Regions from separate parts of the Mus musculus genome. Here regions 2, 3 and 4 are each linked to region 1. The links are chromatin contacts, called in public Hi-C, HiCAR-type and promoter capture Hi-C maps. All regions are on one chromosome and are shown on one strand. The core of a region is the stretch at or near the end of the contact, and the rest is flanking DNA. Distances in the headings are between cores, read along the strand shown. Region 1 holds the start of Clpp (caseinolytic mitochondrial matrix peptidase proteolytic subunit). Region 2 overlaps Pdzph1 (PDZ and pleckstrin homology domains 1). Region 3 holds the start of Zfp119a (zinc finger protein 119a). Region 4 holds the start of Zfp119b (zinc finger protein 119b).

What was found. Promoter capture Hi-C pulls out the DNA fragments that hold promoters and counts their contacts. Hi-C and Micro-C count contacts between places; a contact is called where the count stands out from the background. HiCAR-type assays count read pairs that join an accessible place to other places.
Region 2: a contact with region 1 is called in a HiCAR-type map of astrocytes, with 4 times the contacts expected there. The contact joins the enhancer-like site here to the promoter of Clpp in region 1. A contact is called at or near these places in 1 of 39 promoter capture datasets (pre-B cells) and 1 of 115 datasets of contacts at active chromatin or transcription factors (astrocytes).
Region 3: a contact with region 1 is called in a promoter capture Hi-C map of liver, with 2.5 times the contacts expected there. The contact joins the promoter of Zfp119a here to the promoter of Clpp in region 1. A contact is called at or near these places in 4 of 39 promoter capture datasets (hippocampal neurons, liver and pre-B cells), 1 of 115 datasets of contacts at active chromatin or transcription factors (astrocytes) and 1 of 9 other capture datasets (adipose tissue).
Region 4: a contact with region 1 is called in a Hi-C map of liver, with 4 times the contacts expected there. The contact joins the promoter of Zfp119b here to the promoter of Clpp in region 1. A contact is called at or near these places in 1 of 39 promoter capture datasets (embryonic stem cells), 4 of 484 Hi-C or Micro-C datasets (double positive thymocytes, liver, olfactory sensory neurons and 1 more), 1 of 115 datasets of contacts at active chromatin or transcription factors (astrocytes) and 1 of 9 other capture datasets (liver).

The regions. Positions count from the first base shown.
Region 1 is chr17:56,987,805-56,993,025 of GRCm38.p6, forward strand. Clpp (caseinolytic mitochondrial matrix peptidase proteolytic subunit) reads left to right here and starts at 2,460. Exons shown (of 6, transcript NM_017393.2): 1 at 2,460-2,709; 2 at 2,802-2,873; 3 at 3,490-3,586; 4 at 5,022-5,209. The coding sequence starts at 2,524. It overlaps Gm33509 (a long non-coding RNA gene), which reads right to left and starts at 2,119. Exons shown (of 2, transcript XR_385672.4): 1 at 1,905-2,119; 2 at 358-734.
Region 2 is chr17:58,887,486-58,892,706 of GRCm38.p6, forward strand. Pdzph1 (PDZ and pleckstrin homology domains 1) reads right to left here. Exons shown (of 13, transcript NM_027001.1): 9 at 523-680. Among named protein-coding and RNA genes, the nearest start is that of Gm33751, 54 kb to the right of the region's middle. Within about 2 kb of position 2,961, at least 15 of the 459 cell types and tissues checked have an H3K27ac peak or open chromatin away from gene starts, as enhancers often do. A contact at or near this core is called in astrocytes, where this site is marked.
Region 3 is chr17:55,875,906-55,881,126 of GRCm38.p6, forward strand. It overlaps Zfp119a (zinc finger protein 119a), which reads right to left and starts at 3,048. Exons shown (of 4, transcript NM_144546.6): 1 at 2,955-3,048. The coding sequence starts at 2,957.
Region 4 is chr17:55,942,836-55,948,056 of GRCm38.p6, forward strand. It overlaps Zfp119b (zinc finger protein 119b), which reads right to left and starts at 2,424. Exons shown (of 4, transcript NM_146249.4): 1 at 2,337-2,424. The coding sequence starts at 2,339.

The DNA of each region.
Region 1 (5,221 bases), core at 1,210-3,709:
AGCAAATTCTAGAACAGCCAGGGCTACACACACACACACACACACACACACACACACACAATCTAGAAAAAAAAATGGTATGTACCACTATGCCCTGGCTTGTTTTTCTTTTAACGGCTTATTTATTTATTCCTTGGTTTTTCAAGGCAGGGTTTCCCTGAGTGCTGGGATTAAAGGTGTACACTACCACATCTGGACTATTTCTTTATTTTTTTGGGGGGGGGTGAGACAGGGTTTCTCTGTATAGTCCTGGCTGTCCTGGAACTCACTTTGTAGACCAGGCTGGCCTTGAACTCAGAAATCCGCCTGCCTCTGCCTCTCAAGTGCTGGGATTAAAGGCATGCGCCACCACGCCCGGCTATTTTTATCTTTTATTCTTTAACAATTTCACACATTTATACCAAGTGTTTACTCAGAATTATTGCTCTTCCTCCCAACACTCCTGGCACAGCCTCCTCCCACCTTCATGTCCCTTTTCTGTAACACATGGAGTCCAGGAACTGCTGCCTGCTGGGACACTGGCTGATCTAGCTGGGTTGATCTTGTCCAGCTGCTGTGAGGTCACAAGGATGATGGCCACCAGACATCCATTAGACAACCTTTCACAGCTCTTGCCCCTCTTAGAGCAAGCACTCGTAGCCAGTTCTTCCTCTGCATTCGGACTTGAGAGCCTCTGAATTTCCCGCTTCCTGCTGCAAAGTGAAGCATCTCTGACGAGGGCCCAGAGCGGCAATCTATGGGGACAAATATTCAGAAGGCAGTTTCACAGCACAACCATTTGGCAGAGCAACGGAAGGCAAGTTTCTCTCCTTGTTGTGTAACCTTGGAGTGTGGGCTCTAGTCAGGTTATAGCACTGAGCGTGGTCCCCTCCTGCAGAGCAGCCTTGAGTTCACCATAGCTCTCATGCCACCAGTGCACCAGCAGCCACATCTTGCCACCAGATGGAGTTGCAGCACTCGAGGTCCACCCCTGGATAAGACCACTTATGACTTTTGTCATAAGTGGTCTTATCCAGACCAAATGTTACCTTCTGGTACTATGAAATTGAATCAGCTGGGAGGAAATCTCCAGGTCAATTCCAGTTTGGTTTCTGCATGACCCATGAAGACACCAAAGTGACTGGTGTCTTCAGCAACTGAGTCTTGTCATCTAATTATGGTGAGCAACCCAGAGTAATGACAAGAGCCTGTGTCGTTTGGAGAGCTCTAGGGAAAAACATCTCTGGCTTTTGATGGTCATGTCTGGCTTTTATGCAATTTAAAGGTACAAGTCTCCAGTTACGCAAGTGTATCTTCCTCAGGGAACATGGCAACCGCTTTAAGTAATGCTTACATCAGGCGACAATTAAGAAAGTTCCAGAATGTGCCTGAGGTGGTAGCAGAGCATGATGTCTCAGCCCGATACAGATGTATTGTAAAGGAGCCTAGCACAGGGCAGAGGGGAGTGACACGTGGGAAAAAGTGTGGCTGCTAAAAAGAGTTGCACTGACTGCTCTTCCCAAGGTCCTAAGTTCAAATCCCAGCAACCACATGGTGGCTTACAACCACCCTTAATGAGATCTGACGCCCTCTTCTGGTGCATCTGAAGACAGCTACAGTGTACTTATGAATAATAATAAATAAATCTATATCTAAATATCTATATCTATATTATTTTTTTAAAAGAGTTGCAGGGAAGACAAAGAAGATGAATGCAGAGGTGATTGCCTGACTGTCGCAGGTTCAATGGCTCAGTTTCACCTCTTCCAAGAGCCTCCAGCTGCAACGTAGGCACAGACGAGGCAGGTATGGCGGTGGGGGGAGCTCCCAGAATCTTGGTCTTACGGCGACAGATCGAGATGGCGGGCACAGTATTTCTCAAGGTATAGGACCATGCACATGGACAGTAGGCACTGTCTACCTACCCTCCAGTTTTACTTGGACAAAAAAGGAACGCTTCTAGAAAGCTGGACGCCCTCTGAAAACGAATACAGGTGTAGCGAACGTCCAGAACTTGTGGCAAGATCCAGGCCTCCTCTCCTATCTCAGTGTTCACAATGCCCTAAACTACATTGTTCAATAAATCCCCTGGCGATTCCTGGTCTAAGTCCTGTCCCAGAGACACTCTCCTCCTTTCTCTAGCGAGCCTATACGGGAGTCAGGGGTCGCAAAGCAGCTGGGAATTGTAGTTCTGGAAGATCAATTGGTTACAGGCCAGCACGTGGACCTGATTGCTGCGGGACGATGGTGGTGGGCTGGTGCGTCCCCTAAGCCTCTTCTCACCCTTTGGTGAGCACCTCCGTGAGCTTCTTCCCGCGTGGGCACCGGGAACAGCGCAACCTCGTCCGAGAACTTCCATGGGACTAATACGCGGGTTTTTCTTATTTATTCGAACGCCTACCTCTAACGAGGACCCCACCCACAGACTTATCCCCGCCTTCTTCAGTTCCGCTTATTCTGTTCTCGGAAGTGGATGAGCCAGTGACTCCCGCAAAGCACGCCGGGTGTTGTAGTTCCGGAAGCCAAGCCGGAGTGCGCGTCGTCATGTGGCCCAGAGTGCTGCTGGGGGAGGCCCGGGTGGCTGTGGACGGATGTCGCGCTCTGTTGTCTCGCCTTGCCGTGCATTTCTCCCCGCCATGGACTGCTGTGAGCTGCTCACCCCTGCGGAGGAGCCTGCATGGAACTGCGACGCGAGCTTTCCCGCTCATCCCCATAGTGGTGGAGCAGACGGTACGGTGACCTGATGGGGACATGGCGCGGAGGCTTGTAGTCGGTCGGCGTGCAAGGGAGGATGACCTTTCACATCTTCTTTTCCCACGAAGGGTCGAGGCGAGCGCGCTTATGACATATACTCGAGGCTGTTGCGGGAACGCATCGTGTGCGTCATGGGCCCGGTGAGCGACCCCGGTCCTTCCCGGGCACACCTTGTTGTCTCACCAACATTTATCCTTTGTCAAGCTCTGTGTCATATAACCCCCTCTTCCCCCTCATCCTTGGTGACCTCCTAGACCCTAGGCCCTAGACCCTGACCTTAAACATTCTTTAAAAAAAAAAAAAAAAAACTTGAGCAAAATTTTTGCTTTGTAGTACAGGCTAGCCCCTACCTTTCCATCGTCCTGCCATAGCTTCCCAAACGTTGGAATGTAAAATGTGCATTCTTACCATAGTCTGCTGTTGTCAGCCATTCTTTGTTTCAGTTTATCCTTTGGTCTTCTGAGTCAGGGTCCCAGGCTGGCCTTGAACTCCCCATGTAGCTGACAGGACATTTGAGGGAGGGATGAGGTTCCTAAACCAGACCAGGTGTAGGCAGTGCTTAAACCCAGGGCCTTTTGCCTGCTAGGAGAGCACTCCGTCCCAGTCTTGTCCCCAGCTTAGGGTCTTCCACTATCTGGGGCTTCCCCAGCCATCTCTTCCTGTGCTGGAAATTCCTGGTTCCCAGGGCCTCAACTCCTTAAGCCTCTATCCATCCCACCTTCAACCTGAGGATACCTCTGCTCTCCCCACCTGCAGATTGACGACAGTGTGGCCAGTCTGGTCATTGCCCAGCTGTTGTTCTTACAGTCTGAAAGCAACAAGAAGCCCATTCATATGTATATCAACAGCCCAGGTAAGCCAGGACAGCCTGGTTGTGGGGTCAGAGATAGCCCCTTTGGGGAAGACATGCAGCCTTGTGCCTCCTACAGAATCTAAAATTTAAAATCGCTCAAAGCAGGGTATGGTAGTGCACACATTTAATTCCTGCACTTGGGAGGCAGAGGCAGGCTGATTTCTGAATTCGAGACCAGCCTGGTCTACAGAGTGAGTTCCAGGATAGCCAGAGCTACACAGAGAAGAACTCTTATCTCGAAAAACAAACAAACAAAAAAAAGTAAGAAAGAAAGAAAGAAACCCTTTCTCGAAAAAAAACAAAAAAAAACAAAAAGAGAGAGAGAGAAAAAAATCACTCTAAGACGGTCTCTCACTGGCCTGGAACTTTCCAAATATGCTAGTATACCGGGTCAATGAGCCTGAGGGTCCTTCTGCCTCCACCTCCCTAGTGCTAGAATTACAAGTGTGTGCTGCCATGCCTACTTTGTGGGGACTGGGGATCTGAACTTGAGTCCACATACATTTTAGCAACTGAGCAGTCTCCCTTGCTTCGAGAGTAGCTGAATTAAAACAAACAAACAAAGCCTGTTTTGAGACAGAGATAGCCCAGATCCTCTGCAGTCCTCTCACCTTAGGGATTTAGTTTAGCTGAACCACCAAACTCTGAAGAAATAGTTCATTTTTAAGAAAAATATTAAGCCAGGCGGTGGTGGCACACGCCTTTAATCCCAGCACTTGGGAGGCTGAGGCAGGCAGATTTCTGGGTTCGAGGACAGCCTGGTCTACAGAGTGAGTTCTAGGACAGTCAGGCTACACAGAGAAACCCTGTCTTGGAAAAAAGAAAAAAGAAAAGAAAAGAAAAGAAAAAGAAAAGACTGGTTAAAAAAAAGAAAAATATTAAGTTACATTTATTTCTGTGTATATGGATGGGTGAGTACATTCCACTGTGTGTGTGCGTGTAGATTAGAGGACAACCTGTGGGTTTTCCCTGATATGTATGGGTCCATGTGATGTGGGCTCCTGCCTGTCCTGTGGGTCCTGGGAATTGAGTTCAGTTTGTTAGGTTTGGTGGAGAGCACCGTCACCAGATAATACTTCTCAGCTGCTCAAGGCTGGGCGGTTTCAATGACTGGACACTGGGCGGGCTGTCAGTTAGGCACGCATCTGTCTTCTCATCCAGCTCCACGTGGACAGTAAGAAAGCTCGCGTCTGCCTTGTGCTGGGCCCGTGGGCCTGGACGAGCAGGAAGTAGCCAGCTTTACTATGTTGATGCACAGCTGAGAGGTGGCTAACAGCCCTTTGGTTCCTTTTACTTAATTCTGTGTGTGTTGTCACGTGTACGTGTCTGATCATGTCCCCCACCCCACCCCTCAAACAACATTTGCCCTTGTGGCTTGCTGGAAGGGTACTGGGGTAGGATCCCCCTGGGCCCTTACTTGCTCCACTGCCTACAGGTGGTGTGGTAACTGCGGGCCTGGCCATCTACGACACAATGCAGTACATCCTGAACCCCATCTGCACGTGGTGTGTTGGACAGGCTGCCAGCATGGGCTCCCTGCTCCTCGCTGCTGGCAGCCCGGGCATGCGCCATTCACTGCCCAATTCCAGAATCATGATCCACCAGCCCTCTGGAGGAGCCAGGGTGAGTACGCTT
Region 2 (5,221 bases), core at 1,711-4,210, 1.9 Mb after region 1:
CAGAACACATTGTTACCTCCATAGAATGCTGAAACACTCTTTCTTTGTGGATTGTGTATTTACACAATATCAACAGAGTCTTCCCCACTCAAATCCCTATTGTTTTATCTTCTTCACGCATTTAGCTCATCTCACTATAGTGTGTTGTTGCATATTATGCCTTAGTAGTTTATACCATTAACTATCTATCTTACAATGCATATATCTGGCCATTTGTTAGGAATGAGGGTTATTCATAGTTTAGGAGCTGTGGCCTTATTGAACTTTCATCTTTTTTTAAAAGAAAAAAAAAAGGAAGGAGAGTTGAAGTAGTAATATTAACTTAGTGTGGTCATATTTTTTGGAGACTCTGGTTGAAATAAAAAGAAGAAATAACAACATCCTAAACTTACTGTACTCAATACAATATACACTACCACTTTTTGTTCTTTTTCTAATTTCTGCCTCAAGCGTTTGCAAGTCTACCCCTTATGAAACATCCCCCTCTAGAAGTAAACCCAGACCGGGAGATTGCTGGGTTACCTCTTCATCTCTTGGTTTGAGGTTGCACAGAGGCAGAGTATTCTACTTCCAGACTGAGGCATACAGTTAAATACAAATGGTTTTCCCAAGCTGTTGTCAATGTCAACTTCTGCTCCTTCTAATTTTATCATGTCTAGAGGTGGCCACTTCCCTTCATCCTATAATTGATAAAGAAGATGATCAGTTAATGGAGAAAATGAAAAAGAAAGGAATGCCACAATGTTTATTTTAAGTTGATTATTTTTTTTCTTTAAAATGAAAAGAAAGGAAAACACACTTTGCAGATTATATTCTACTTAATATATGACACAGTGTAACAAATTATTTGTATTATGTAATTTTTAAGCATCTTTTGAATAGATGTTCTTAATATGAGCTTTATTTATGAACATTTGGGAAAGTATTATTAATGCCAACTTTTCTATCAGAAAAACAAGACATGAAAAGAAACCTGTATCACACAATGTACCTTATAATTGCGTGACATCTCTAGAGAGCACCTACACTATGGATTCCAGGCTTACTGTGTGTCAGGTCCCCTTCTAAGTTGTTTCCATTCATTCACTGAGTTGACAAATGCTCCTGAAACAATTATCTTTATCATCTCCTAAAATGCATCAGAAGTAGTACAAAAACACTAAAGAATAGCTTTTCTATAAAGTACAATATTTTAGCATACTATGATATTAATGTAAAACTAAAATAACATTACAATTAAACTGTTTTGATTTTGTTTATTTTATAGTTCTTTCTCAAAATTTTCTCATCATTATTCATATCTGTTTTATCACCTCTGCATGGAGATGCAACTTACACAACATGACTTCACCCATTATATAGTTATATGGACATATAACTCTTTAGTAAACTTACGAAGATAAGAAACCACCATTGTAATTCAGTTTCAGAACACTCGCATTAACGTCCAAGTTTCCTTTCAGTTGATTTCCCATTAGTAGATACCATTTCCAAATCACAGATAAACAGACTTTTTTGGTCGTTACACATCCAATATTCCTGGATGTTTAATATTAGTACAACTATATAACTTGTGATTTTTTTCCTCTTAGTGTAATATCTTGAAATGACTAAATTGAAGCAGGAACTAGCACTTCATTCTTTTTAAAGACTGGATGATAGTCTATTGTAGGAGAGGTCACATTTTGTTTCTCCATGCATAAGTTGACAGATTTTTTTTTTCTGGTGTGGGGCTATTTTGAGTAGCACTTCTGTGCATATTTATATGCATGCCTTTGGCATAGAGGTGAATAAGCACAAGGGTATTCTTCAACATGAGGCATTACCTCATGCTTCTGTGGCACCTTCAAGGACTATGCTGTAATCTTCATAGCACCATTTTAGAGGAAGACTATTAGGTCCAGTCCTAGTATTACAGGGATGGCATAGAAGCAGAATATTACCCCTGTCTTCCATCAGTGGCTTTCCACACTGCATCTGTCAAATGTCTGCCTTCATGGATCACTGGGATATGAGAGACTGTTGGCTTTTGGAATCAATATTCAGTGCATGTGTTATTCAACACTTTGGTTACATAGTTGCATTTCCAGGCACATTTTAATGTTGAATTAGAAATAGAAATGAAATCTAAGGATCTTTGGTGTTCATTTGCTGAAAGCAAATACCCAGGGGGTCTGCCTTTGTGTGGACCTATTTTACAGACAAGGGGATTCTGGCCTTCATGTCAGTGTTGCTTGATTACTCAGGGAATGTCAGCATCCTTCCATATCCTTTGATGTAGGAGAACTCAACAGAGTTTACTCACAGCACACTATACAATCAGGATGAGAGCCTCTAGTCATTTAAGAGGTCTTCCCTGCTTGCTCAAGTCACATTTTAATGAGAAAAATGAACAACTTAATGGATTGGATTTTAACACCAGGGCTACTTTCTCTTTAGGCTATGCATCATGGCCAAGATTTCATTTTTAATAATCTCAGCTGTTGTATTCTGTCCCCCACCGATGAGCCTTCTGTGTCCCTGGAAGCAGCTGCAGTGACACTTTGATCATGGGGCATCGCAGCAGATGTGGCTTCTCCTGCAGCTGAGCTTTCTGTGCCTAGTCTTTTACCTCTATTTCACTGGTACAAGAACATTAAGTCCCTCTCTTGGTGAGATCCAGATGTTGAAAGAGAGACCCCACTCACTCTAATCCTAAAACTGCTGTGGCACTGCTCTCACTAATCAAATGGTTTCTAGAAGTGAAGAACAATTAAAATCCAGCTTGTCTTTTACTGTCAAGTCTGAAAACTGAATTCCTTAAGCAAAATTCAGTCTTTTAGCTTGACAATGACTATTACATGGTCTTTGTTTAATCCCTTCCCTACAGCTCCACCAAAAGTCCCTCTGAGCTCAGATGCAATGAAAAATTCTTCAAGGCTGCATTCGCCACAACTTTCTGTTCTTTTGTCCAAGGCACAGAAATCCTCTGACAGGGCTTTCTATTCCTGAGCCAGTTCACAGGTTCAGCTGCTGCCTGTGTGCAGGATTGATTAAAATAGCACGGTTGCTGAGGGGATTTAAATAGGAATTGTTTAGTGATGTCCAAAGGCTATAGACTAAGAATAAAGGAACTTGGGCTGTTTGTGCCAGAGGTCCTTGGTTAATGTTGGTGTTTTCTCTCATGGAAATAATATTTTTTACAGAACTAATTCCAAAGGCCAGGCTGTTGAGAAAAGAGAAACACCAAACTTTAATGAGGACAAGACCCAACTTAGAGTGAACACACTTGTAAAATAGATTTTTTTTAATGCAGAAGAACAAAGACAAGAACATTTGTGTGTTTGTGAGATCCTCTGTTAAAATAAATATACCTACAGATGCCTTTGAGTTTTTTGTTTGGTCAAAACTTTGGTTTGAAAGTGATAAAAATTTGGAGTTGCCAGTTCCGAGTCTTTAAAAAAAGCCAATCAAACAAACAAACAAATAAAACACACACACACAAACAAAAACTGAGAACACTGTGTGTATGTTTTATTTTGTCTGGAGGTAGAGCCCTGAAAAATCCAAAGACTTGTAAGGAGGCAGGGAAAGGCATCTTTAAACATGAGGAAAAAAATCATACTGTGTGAAGAAAACAAGAGCCAAGACAAATCTAGACAGAAAGAAAGCTGGTGTTAAAGGGAAACATCTCAGGAAAGGGTGAATAAAATGGAGAGCCAAGAAGATACAACACTGGAGAGCTGCAGCAAAGCTGAGGGGTGCCCTTCGGAGCTTTGTTAATGACACTGAGACCCTTTTTCTCTGGGTGACACTTTGAAGCACCTTCTCCCTGCCAGCAACTAAAACCCCCACTCCTTGATGGCCATGAGAAGATGCGAATGACCAACCATGCCCTTGGATCAGGAGAGCAGTAAAGGGTGTGGTGAGACAGAAGGAGGGGGTGAGGAACGATTTCATTGCTATACTTATTGCCATCATTGTGTCGTGGACAAAGAGAAGTTCTGATTCTTGAGGAACTATAAACTCCTCCCGACATTATTTAATAATATTTGTGTATCTATGCATTTATTTATTTATTTATTTACTTGAAACCAGAAAGTTAAATGGGCATGAAAATCACACCCTTGTTTATGAGTAATGAATTTCCCACTTGAAGCTTCGTGACTTTTGTTCTCTGGAAACAAAACAAAACAAACCCAGGAAGGTCATTTGACTGCCTCTGAATTGGCAGCCACACACCGTTTCAACAGAAGTGCACCCACCCAGAAGGTCGTTCACCTTTGCCCAGAGCTATGGCTCTTTCCCTGTTTTTTACAAAAATCCCTGGCTGCAGATGTGACATCAGCAGAGACAACTGGCTGCAAACTGAGAATTTTGTGCTGCCTTTTTCAGTTTGCCTGAAGTTGGAAATCAGGTTTTCAGTGTGATTAAATATAGGCTGACTGCACCATGTAGCTTCCTGGCAGCAGCAAGATTCCAGACCCCAGGAGGCCCTGGGAGACCTTGCAGGGAAATGAGCTTGTCATTGGACAAATCCTGATGCTGTGCCCAGAGAGACAGGTTTCTTCTGGAAAGTTAGCCAAAGGGAGGTTTGGCAACAGTATTTGAGTTGGAGCTACCCAAGCTCTAGAGCTTTGAAGAGAAATTTATGTTCTCAATTGAATTGCTCATTTGTTACCATTTTTCTTGGCTCTTAAATTGCCCTTAGAGGATAACTAGTACCATGCAATACTTACCATTACAAAAAGAGCAAGAAGAGGAAAGAGGAGGAGGAGGAAGTGGAAGAGGAGGAGGATGGGGGGAACTGGGTATGGTGGCATATGCCATGAATCTTGGTGCTCAGGGTATGAAGATGAGATTAGAAAAGTTTGAGGCAAGTCTAGACTATATAGAGTAGAAGGAAAACCTGAGACCCTGTCTCAACACCCACACTATTAAAATAAAAATGTCTATGAAACAGTGCAGTGGGTTTAACCGCCTGAAAGCTATGGGCACAACACAGGCATCTGCACCATAAGCTTTTAAATGAAATGCTTGTTTTAGAGGGTCATGTCTAAATGTAGTACACAATACTGCTCACTTATCCTCAAAGGATACATTCCGAGGACTCCACTGGATGCATGAAACAGCGAGTGTTGAACCCTGACTATAAGCCTTTTTCTACAAGCCCTATATGTCTGGTGTATCCAGCTAATACTAGACTATGTTGATCCCCCTGAGTTTTGTGTCACTCATTTCC
Region 3 (5,221 bases), core at 1,798-4,297, 1.1 Mb before region 1:
AGTGGGAGACTTCAACACCCCACTCTCAGCAATGGACAGATCATGGAAACAGAAACTAAACAGAGACACAGTGAAACTAAAAGAATTTATGAACCAAATGGATCTAACAGATATTTATAGAGCATTTCATCCTCAAGCAAAAGAATATACCTTATTCTCAGCACCTCGTGGTACCTTCTCCAAAATTGGCCTCAGATATAAGAAGATTGAAATAATCCCATGCACCCTATCAGATCACCACAGACTAAGACTGGTCTTAAATACCAACAAAAACAACGGAAAGCACACATACACATGGAAGCTGAACAATGCTCTACTCAATGATAACTTGGTCAAGGAAGAAATAAAGAAAGAAATGAAAGACTTTTTAGAATTTAATGAAAATGAAGAACATCATACCAAAATTTATGGGACACAATGAGAGCAGTGGTAAGAGGAAAACTCATAGCTCTAAGAGCCTTCAAAAAGAAACTGAAGAGAGCTTACACTGGCAGCTTGACAGGACACCTGAAATCTCTAGAACAAAAAGAAGCAAATACACCTAAGAGGAGTAGATGGCAGAAAATAATCAAACTCAGGGCTGTAATTAAACAAATAGAAACAAAAAGAACTATACAAAGAATCAACAAAACTAAGAGCTGATTCTTTGAGGAAAATCAACAAGATAGATAAACCCTTAGCCAGACTAACCAGAGGGCACAGAGATAGTATCCAAATTAATAAAATCAAAAATGAAAAGAGAGACATAACAACAAAATATATCTTAAAATAATTATTCTGCTTGTTAAATATTAACAGTTGAAAATATTAAAATCATATTCTACCAAAAAAAAAAAGTGAACCACAGGATAAAGTCTAAACTAGGCTGTTTTTGAAGCTTCCTTTGTCAATGCATTTAATATAAATCTCTTTACCTTAGCCTCAGGCAGACTCTTGAGACAAGGGCAAAAAAGAAGTCATATTCTTCACCAAAATATCACAAGAGCAAATTCTAGATAACATAGGAAAGTTCTTTCCCTTTGAAAGCTCTTGAGACAGGCAGGCCACCAGAATTCAATTCACCCTCAGCACTGATGTCGTCCATATTTCTGCTAGGATGGCCCATTAAGCTCCACTTAAAGTACTCCGCAGGTTTACAAACCCAAAGATCCAAAATTTGAATTCATCCAAACAAAAGTATGGTTAGGCCTATCACAGCAATACCCTAGTCCCTGGTACCAACTTCTCTCTTAATCAGGGTCTTGTTGCTGTGAAGAGACACCATAACCAAAGCAATTTGTATAAAATGAAACATTTAACTGGGGCTGACTTACAGTTTCAGAGATCCAGTCCATTATCATCATGGCAGAAAGCATGGCAGCCTGCAGGCAGACAGGGCGCTAGAGGAGCTGAGAGTTCTAAACCTTGATCCAATTGCAACCAGGAGACTTTCTTCCACAGGCAGCTAAGAAAAGGCTCTCTACACTGGGTGAAGCTTGAGCTGTAGCAGACCGTAAAGCCTACCCTCTTAGTCACACTCTTCCTCTAACAAGGCCACACCTCTTCCGATGAGGCTCTAACCTCCTAATAGTGCCACTTCCCACGGGCCAAGCATATTCAAACCATCACAGGCTCCTAGTCTAGCAATAATTCAAAATGTAATTATTCTCATTTCAAAGATCTCCATATTATATCACAGTCCCAACACTGTTTAAATGTCTAAAGTTTCGTCGAATACTAAGGGCAATCTCTTGACTTTGACATCATATAAACTCAAAATATACAAATTCTATAAATCAAAATAAACAAAAAGTATAACTTCTCAACATGCATGGGCTCAGAATACACTTTTCCTTTACAAAGAAGGAAAGATTGGACCAAGGCAACCCTGTGGGGCATAAATCAAATCATATAGGCAATGAGAATAAGAGCATTTTTGTGACATCTGAACAGAAAGAGAGAGCAAGATTAGAAGGAGAATACAGAGTGGAACAACTTAGAAACCATAGATAACATAAAAAAAAAAAAAAACAACTATGAGAGCAATGTACAGAATGCAGAGGGAAGAGAAAAAAAAAAGAGCTGCAGAGAGCAGAAGGAGCAGGCAGACTTCTCCTTACTATGGGACAGAACAGGTCTTTTCTAACTAACAAGGAAGGTTTGGTCTTAGTAAATAAAGAGAACAAAGCTTTACTCCTCTACACTAACTCCTCTAGAGGGGTTACAGGCTTCCTTAAAATAACCTTCCCTAACTTGTCTAAGAAGAAATTAAACAATTGGAGGCCTGCAAACTCAGGTTTAAGTGTGTATCTTTTCTCTGATTGCTCGCTATTATCCCTTGTTTCCCTCCCCACCCAGTTCTCTCAGAGAACCGGGAAAACCTGCCTGCACAGTACTTCCTGGGAAAGAATAGAGATCAACAGAACATGAGAGAAAATTTAGAAAGAAAAGAAAAAAAAACACACAACTAAAATAGAGTAAATGTTGATGAAAGAGGCCAGGAAACCCAGTGAGCCTGGCCTTACTAACACACGTTACTGGACGGTCAAGGCATCTACAAGTCTGTGTCGATGGCAAACACTTTGCATCTGCACAGAATTAACTGCGGACGGATCATACATCAGAACCTCAGGTGCCAAGTGCAGAACTTGTAGAAGACACCGGAGAAACTAGGGTTCTCCATGTCAGCACATCTGCCTTCCCTGGACACAGGAAAAGCAGCTGAGGCGCTCACTGCATGGTGACGTCAGCAACAAGGATGTTTTCACTCCAGGACCCGCGCCCCACACTCTGCGCAGGCGCAGCCCGGGATCGAAGTCAGACGTCCGGCTTCCGCTCCGGAGGTGCAGGGACCTCAGGTGAACAAACGCAATCACGCCGGGCGGCGAGTCTGACCGCCGGTTCCCGCACCCCGGGAGGAACCCCACACAGTCTCCCAAGGCTCCTCCCCGCGTGGGGACGGCGGCCCCGCTCACCATGGCGTGGAGACCGAGCTCGCCCCGCTCTCCTCACAGCTCCCGGCAGCGGGTGGCAGACCAGGACACGGAACCACAAGAGCCTCCCTCAGACCCGAGCCCGAACCTTTAGTATTAGGGAACGGAAGTGCTCTCCCCATTCTGGCTAGCGGATCCATGCGGCCGTGATTGGCTAGTAAGGAATGAGTGACAGCTCCCCTAGTCACCGAGGGCTGTGAAGTATCACAGCACAGTGGTTCCCAGTCCTGGTGTCCGCTCAGGCACAGAACTGTCTCAGACGCGGAGAGACAGGCATTGCCATAGAACTTGCGCCTGTTAGCGTACAGGCAGGTCCACAAGCCTACTCTCGGGGACCTAGCAGAGACTTCTGTCATCAGATGCCATCACCTGCCGATGCCATCAGGCGCGCCCGGTCTGTTTCAGGATGAATGTATCCACCCACCAGCCACCGGAGCTCTCTCCCTACTCGGCAGGCCGTCTCTCTGTTCCCGGTGTGCGCTCCTTTCTCTCTCTGCCTGTCATATGCCCACTTCTCTGCCTCTGTCCCTTCGCCAGGACCTCAGTCCCCCAACCCCCACCCCCCAATAAAGCTTTTTTACACCAGATGCATGGCGTAATTTCTCAGGACACACTTCAGCTCGATCTGCCAAAGCTACTTCACCTCACTCCATTATGTTTCCTAACAGCAGGACTGCACAGTCGTCCCTGCTCTGCTGCACTCAGGAGGCTCCTTAATCTAGGCACAAGGTCTCTAGCATACACAGATCACTAAACAACCTCAAGTGGAGTGATCCACCTGCCTCACAGCCAAAAGAGCATCCAGACTATCCAGGTCAAATTTAAACCTCCTGGTTGATATTCACCAGGCATCATCCATTTTTAAAAAGACTCATCTAAATTGCTCACACTTCTTTCAGCTAAACACTGGTAGCCAAAACACTAACACATTCCCAGCCTTTAGTGGTTGCACTGGCTCATTATGCCAGCACTTGGGAAGTGGAGTCAGGACATCAAAAGTTTAAGCCTAGTAATTCCAGGACAGCCAGGGAGGATACACAAAGAAATCCTGTCTCCAAAAAAAAAAAGTTTAAACCAGCTTGGTCTATGAACCCAAACACCAACTATTCTGGCCCCCAAAGGGGAGGTGACCAGGGTGTGATCAAGTGACCATAGGTGTGTGGGTTCATTTCTGGGTCTTCAATTCTGTTCCATTGATCTACCTGCCGGTCTCTATACCAATACCATGCAGTTTTTATCACTATTGCTCTGTAATACAGCTTGAGGTCAGGGATAGTGAATTCCCCCAGAATTTCTTTTATCATTGAGAATAGTTTTCATTATCCTGTTTCGTTTTGTTTTACTTTTTTTGTTATTCCAGATGAATTTGCAAATTGCTCTTTCTAACTGTGTGAAGAATTGAGTTGGAATTTTGATGGGGATTACATTGACTCGGTAGATTGTATGGGGCAAGGTGGCCATTTTTACTATATTAATCCTGCCAATCCATGAGCATGGGAGATCATTCCATCTTCTGAGATCTTCCATTTCTTTCTTCAGGGACTCGAAGTTCTTGTCATACAGATCTTTCATTTGCTTGGTTAGAGTCACACTAAGGTATGTAATAGTACCGTGACTATTGTGAAGGGTGTCATTTCCCTAATTTCTTTCTCAGCCTGTTTATCATTTGAGTACAGGAAGGCTACTGATTTGTTTGAGTTCCTTTTATATCCAGCCACCTTGCTGGAGTTGTTTATCAGCTGTAGGAGTTCTCTGGTAGAATTTTTGGGGTCACTTAAGTGTAATATCATTATCATCTGCAAATAGTGATATTTTGACTTCTTCCTTTCCAACTTGTATCCCTTTCATCTCCTTTTGTTGTCTAATTCTCTGGCTAGGACTCCGAGTACTTTATTGAATAGGTAAGGAGAGAGCGGGCAGCCTTGTCTAGTCCCTGATTTTAGTGGGATTGCTTCAAGTTTCTCTCCATTTAGTTTGATGTTGGCTATTGGTTTGCTGTGTATTGCTTTTATTATGTTTAGGTATGGGCCTTGAATTCCTGATCTTTCCAAGACTTTTATCATGAAGGGGTGTTGGATTTTGTCAAATGCTTTCTCAGTTTGTTTATGTAGTAGATTACATTGATGGATTTCCGTATTATTGAACCATCCCTGCATCCCTGGGATGAAACCTACTTGACCGTGGTGAATGATCGTTGTCTTAGTCAGGTTTTCTATTCCTGGACAAAATATCATGACCAAGAAGCAAGT
Region 4 (5,221 bases), core at 1,174-3,673, 1.0 Mb before region 1:
CCTTGCTCTGGTCTTTTGAAACCTCAAAAAGTCACCTAGAATTACACACCTGAACAAATAAGACAAACCTTCTCCCATAGGTCATACTGCTTAAGTTTACACAGTTCTACTAATTGAAGACCAAGCAACCAAAAATAGGACCATGAGGCTGTTGAGCTAATATAAACCATGACAGGTACATAACCTAAGTAGAAAGCAGCTCTGAAGGGAAAAAAGTGAAAGAAAATAAAGGAAGTAGAGAAAGGGGGAAAGAGAGAAAAAAGAAAATGAGAAAAAGACAAAGACAATATTTCATCCGAACAGTGAGGAACCAGCTCCTCTCAGTAGGTTATAGGCTTCCTTAATATAACCTTCCCTAGCCTCTCCAGGAAGAGATTAAACAATTGGAGGCCCCCAAACTGCAGCTTAAGTCCTTATCTTTTTTCTGAGTACATGGTATTATTCCTCGTTTCCCTCCCTGCACCATTCCCTCATGGAACCTGGAAAACCTTGGATGAGGTCAGGAGGAAGCAATGAAGGCACTCTCTCGCGTGCTTAAAGTGTGACTGTTGTAGATGATGCCGTGTGGGAGCTGCATTTCTAGCTGTGCAGACGTGCAACACAAGGTTATCAAGGCTTTCAATGTGATTCAACTATTTAACTAGTTGAAATGTGGAAGTCTTACATTCCAGCCAACAAGGAGATCTGTCTGATCACAGCTCAGATCATACTCAATTGGAATAACATGAGGCAAAGCAATACTTTGAGTCTGAGGACTGAGAAGGTAAAATAGGTAGATGACAAAGCGTGCCTTCCACAATACAATCTATATGGTAAGACAAGGATGGAATCAACTGTCTCTGCTTGAGGCCATGGACATCTATCTTCTATTCCATAACTGTGGGGAGGTCTACCTGCCTAGACCATGACATAGGTACCATCTCCTTCTATGTTTATGCCAACCTCGTAAAAGGGTATTTCTAAGGAAAAGGCTGTAGCACTTTACATTTAACCTTTGAGAAGATGGAAGATGGCCTCACCTTAGCAGGAAATGACCTAACCTTGAGTAGAAAGCAACTGTGTAGTATGCTGCCATCTTGGCTAGTATGCTAAAATATCACAATGCAGAATTTGAGCTATAAATTCAACAAATGCCCAATAAAAAGTGTCACCATTTTTGATACCAAAGGAAACTGATGAAAATAAGTAACCAAGAATGAAAAAAATAATCAACACACAAAACTGGACATATACTAAACACAGCGATAACCTGACATCAAAACCTCAAACAGCTGCAATAAAGAAAGAAAATATAAACAGCAAGAAAAAAAAATAAGCAGACAGATAGACAAAAGATAGAAAATATTTCTTCCAAATAGGGAAGAGACAACTCCTTTGGCTGGGATACAGGTTTTCTTAATATAACCTTCCTTACCTTGTCTAAGTAGAGATTAAACAATTGGAGGCCTGCAAACTCAGGGGTTTTTTGTTATGTTTTTTCTGTTTGTTGTTGTTCTTTTGTTTGGTTTGGTTTTGGCTTTTTCAAGACAGGGATTCTCTGTGTAGCCCTGGCTGTCCTGGACCTCACTCTGTAGACCAGGCTGGCCTCGAACTCAGAAATCCACCTGCCTCTGCCTCCCAAGTGCTGGGATTAAAGGCGTGCGCCACCACTGCCTGACCAAACTCAGATCTAAGTATGTATCTTTTCTCTGTATTATCCCTTGTTTCCCTCCCCACCCAGTTCTCTCAGGGAACCGGAAAAACCTGCCTGCACAGTACTTCCTGGGAAAGAATAGAGATCAACAGAACATGAGAACAAACTTAGACAGAAAAAAAAAAAAATACACAAGTAAAATAGAGTAAATGTTGATGAAAGAGACCAGGAAACCCAGTGAGCCTGGCCTTACTAACACACGTTACTGGACGGTCAAGGCATCTACAAGTCTGTGTCGATGGCAAACACTTTGCATCTGCACAGAGCTAACTGCGGACGGATCCTACTCCTGAACATCAAGTGCCAAGTGCAGAACTTGTAGAAGACACCGGAGAAACTAGGGTTCTCCATGTCAGCATATCTGCCTTCCCTGGACACAGGAAAAGCAGCTGAGGCGCTCACTGCATGGTGACGTCAGCAACAAGGATGTTTTCACTCCAGGACCCGCGCCCCACACTCTGCGCAGGCGCAGCCCGGGATCGAAGTCAGACGTCGCGCTTCCGCTCCGGAGGTGCAGGGACCTCAGGTGAACAAACGCAATCACGCCGGGCGGCGAGTCTGACCGCCGGTTCCCGCACCCCGGGAGGAACCCAACACAGTCTCCCGCGGCTCCTCCCCGCGTGGGGACGGCGGCCCCGCTCACCATGGCGTGGAGACCGAGCTCGCCCCGCTCTCCTCACAGCTCCCGGCAGCGGGTGGCAGACCAGGACACAGAACCACAAGAGCCTCCCTCAGACCCGAGCCCGAACCTTTAGTATTAGGGAACGGAAGTGCTCTCCCCATTCTGGCTAGCGGATCCATGCGGCCGTGATTGGCTAGTGAGGAATGAGTGACAGCTCCCCTAGACACCGAGGGCTGTGAAGTGTCACAGCACAGTGGTTCCCAGTCCTGGTCTCCGCTCAGGCACAGAACTGTCCCAGACGCGGAGAGACAGGGACATATCGCCACAGAACTTGCGCCTGTTAGCGTACAGGCAGGTCCACAAACCTACTCTCGGGGACCTAGCAGAGACTTCTGTCATCAGATGCCATCATTTGCTGATGCCACCAGGCGCGCCCGGTCTGTTTCAGGATGAATGTATCCACCTAAGCCACCGGAGCTCTCTCCCTACTCAGCAGGCCGTCTCTCTGTTCCCCGTGTGCGCTTCTTTCTCTCTCTGTCTGTCATGTCCACTTCTCTGCCTCTGTCCCTTCCCCAGGACCTCAGTCCCCCAACCCCCACCCCCAATAAAGTTTTTTTACACCAGATGCATGGCGTAATTTCTCAGGACACACTTCGGCTCGATCTGCCAAAGCTACTTCACCTTACTATATAATGTTTCCTAACAGCAGGACTGCAGTCGTCCCTGCTCTGCTGCACCCAGGAGGCTATTTAATCTAGGCACAAGGTCTCTAGCATACACAGATCACTAAACAACCTCAAGTGGAGTGATCCACCTGCCTCACAGCCAAAAGGGCACCCAGACTATCCAGGTCAAATTTAAACCTCCTGGTTGATATTCACCGGGCATCAACCATTTTTTAAAAAGACTCATCTAAATTGCTCACACTTCTCTCAGTTAAACACTGGTAGCCAAAACACACATTCCCAGCCTTTAGTGGTTGCACTGGCTCATCATGCCAGCACTTGGGAAATGGAGTCAGGACATCAAAAGTTTAAGCCTAGTATAAAGAGTAGTTCCAGGACAGCCAGGGAGGGATACACAAAGCAATCCTGTCTCACAAAAAAAAAAAAAGTTTAAACCAGCTTGGTCTATGAACCCAAACACCAACTATTCTGGCCCCCAAAGGGGAGGTGACCAGGGTGAGAACCTGGGAGGAGAAGACAAAAATAGAAAGTTTGGGGTCACTATGTCTTGCATAACATGATGGCTCATGTTAAGCAAGTTTTTTCAGATGATATACAGCTCTGATACACTATAGGTGGAGAATGAGACAGTCAGCAGAAAGATAATTTAGCAATGTTGGCTAGAAGGACACAGGATAGATACCTCATAGTGAGCACACACTGGCCATGAGACTGATACCCATGAGACTGATAACTGAAGACCGTGGTTCCTTTGACTCCTTCAAGATGCTTGCCCAAGCACCAGACCAGACCTTCCCAAGTCTGCTCTTGGAGAGGTCACAAAAGCAATGATCCCTTGGTGCTTTCATCGGGGCATCTGAGAAAGCCTTGGATAGGCCTAGCTCCCCAAAGACCCACCTCCAACCTAAACAAAAACACATATGAAAATAGGAACCCAAGAATCAATTCATGGACAGCTAGTGCTGAGAAAGAAAGAGTAGGAGAGATTGGAGATGACAGCTACATGATAGGGAATAATAAACTACTAATGGCACCAAAAGTTGATTTTTTTTAAAACCATAATTGAAACACCTTTAGCTAAACTACCTTTTGAAAAAAGGCCGACACAAATTGCTAATTTCTCACATGCATTTAGAGTCAAGAGTGGTGGTCTGTTCTTGGAATCCCACCACATGGAATGGTGAGTCCGAAGCATCACAAGTTTAAGGCCTGGTATGACTACAGGCTGTGTTTACAAAATACTTGGTTAACTTAGCCAGACCCTTCCTCAAAATAACTTTTCTATTATGCTCAGTGGATTCTGGCCACACATGGGAGGGGCTCTAGAATGAGTGCCCGGGTTTTTTTGTTGTTGGTTTGTTTGTTTGTTTGTTTGTTTGTTTGTTTTTAATGAAAGTAGAGCTACTACAACCAACATACTGAAATAGGTGGATCAGAAGGGAATACTGTGAGAGGAACCAGGTAGTTTGCTCAGTAAGGAAGGACACTTGCAATCAAGTGTGATATCCTGAGGTCAATACACAGGAGAGAAGCCACTCCTCCAACTTGTCCTCTGACCTTTACATATGTGCTATGGTATGTTTGCTCACACATGTCTCAATGGCACAGATTCAGATTTTTGTTTTGTTTTGTTTTGTTTTGTTTGTTTTGTTTTCGAGACAGGGTTTCTCTGTATAGCCCTGGCTGTCCTGGAACTCACTTTGTAGACCAGGCTGGCCTTGAACTCAGAAATCCACCTGCCTCTGTCTCCCAAGTGCTGGGATTAAAGGCATGTGCCACCACTGCCCAGCAAATTCAGAATTTTTAAACAGAAATCAATACAAACAAAAAAAATTTAAAAATCACCAAGACAGAGAAAATCCGGCAGAATAGCTAGCTGTGTGTTAGTACAACCACTGCTCAAAATAGACCTTCACCACACTGCCAGCGTCACACTAGGAAGCAGAGCATTCACAGTTCCCACCAACTTCCTACAACTGAAGAGTATTTCACGGAAATTCCTATCTCCTGGGCAGTTCCTGCTGGATTAAACAACTAATGCTATTCTGAGTTGACAAAGAAAAAAATTTAAGAAAGAAAGACAAAAAGCAAAGAAATCTATACTAAAATGAGTGAAGTAAACCGTGAAGACGGGACCTGTCCAATCACAGCCTTAGGAGGATGCACCAAGGTCTCTCTCTGGGGCGGGGACTTTGCCTTTGGCCTGCTCAGGCAGTGCTT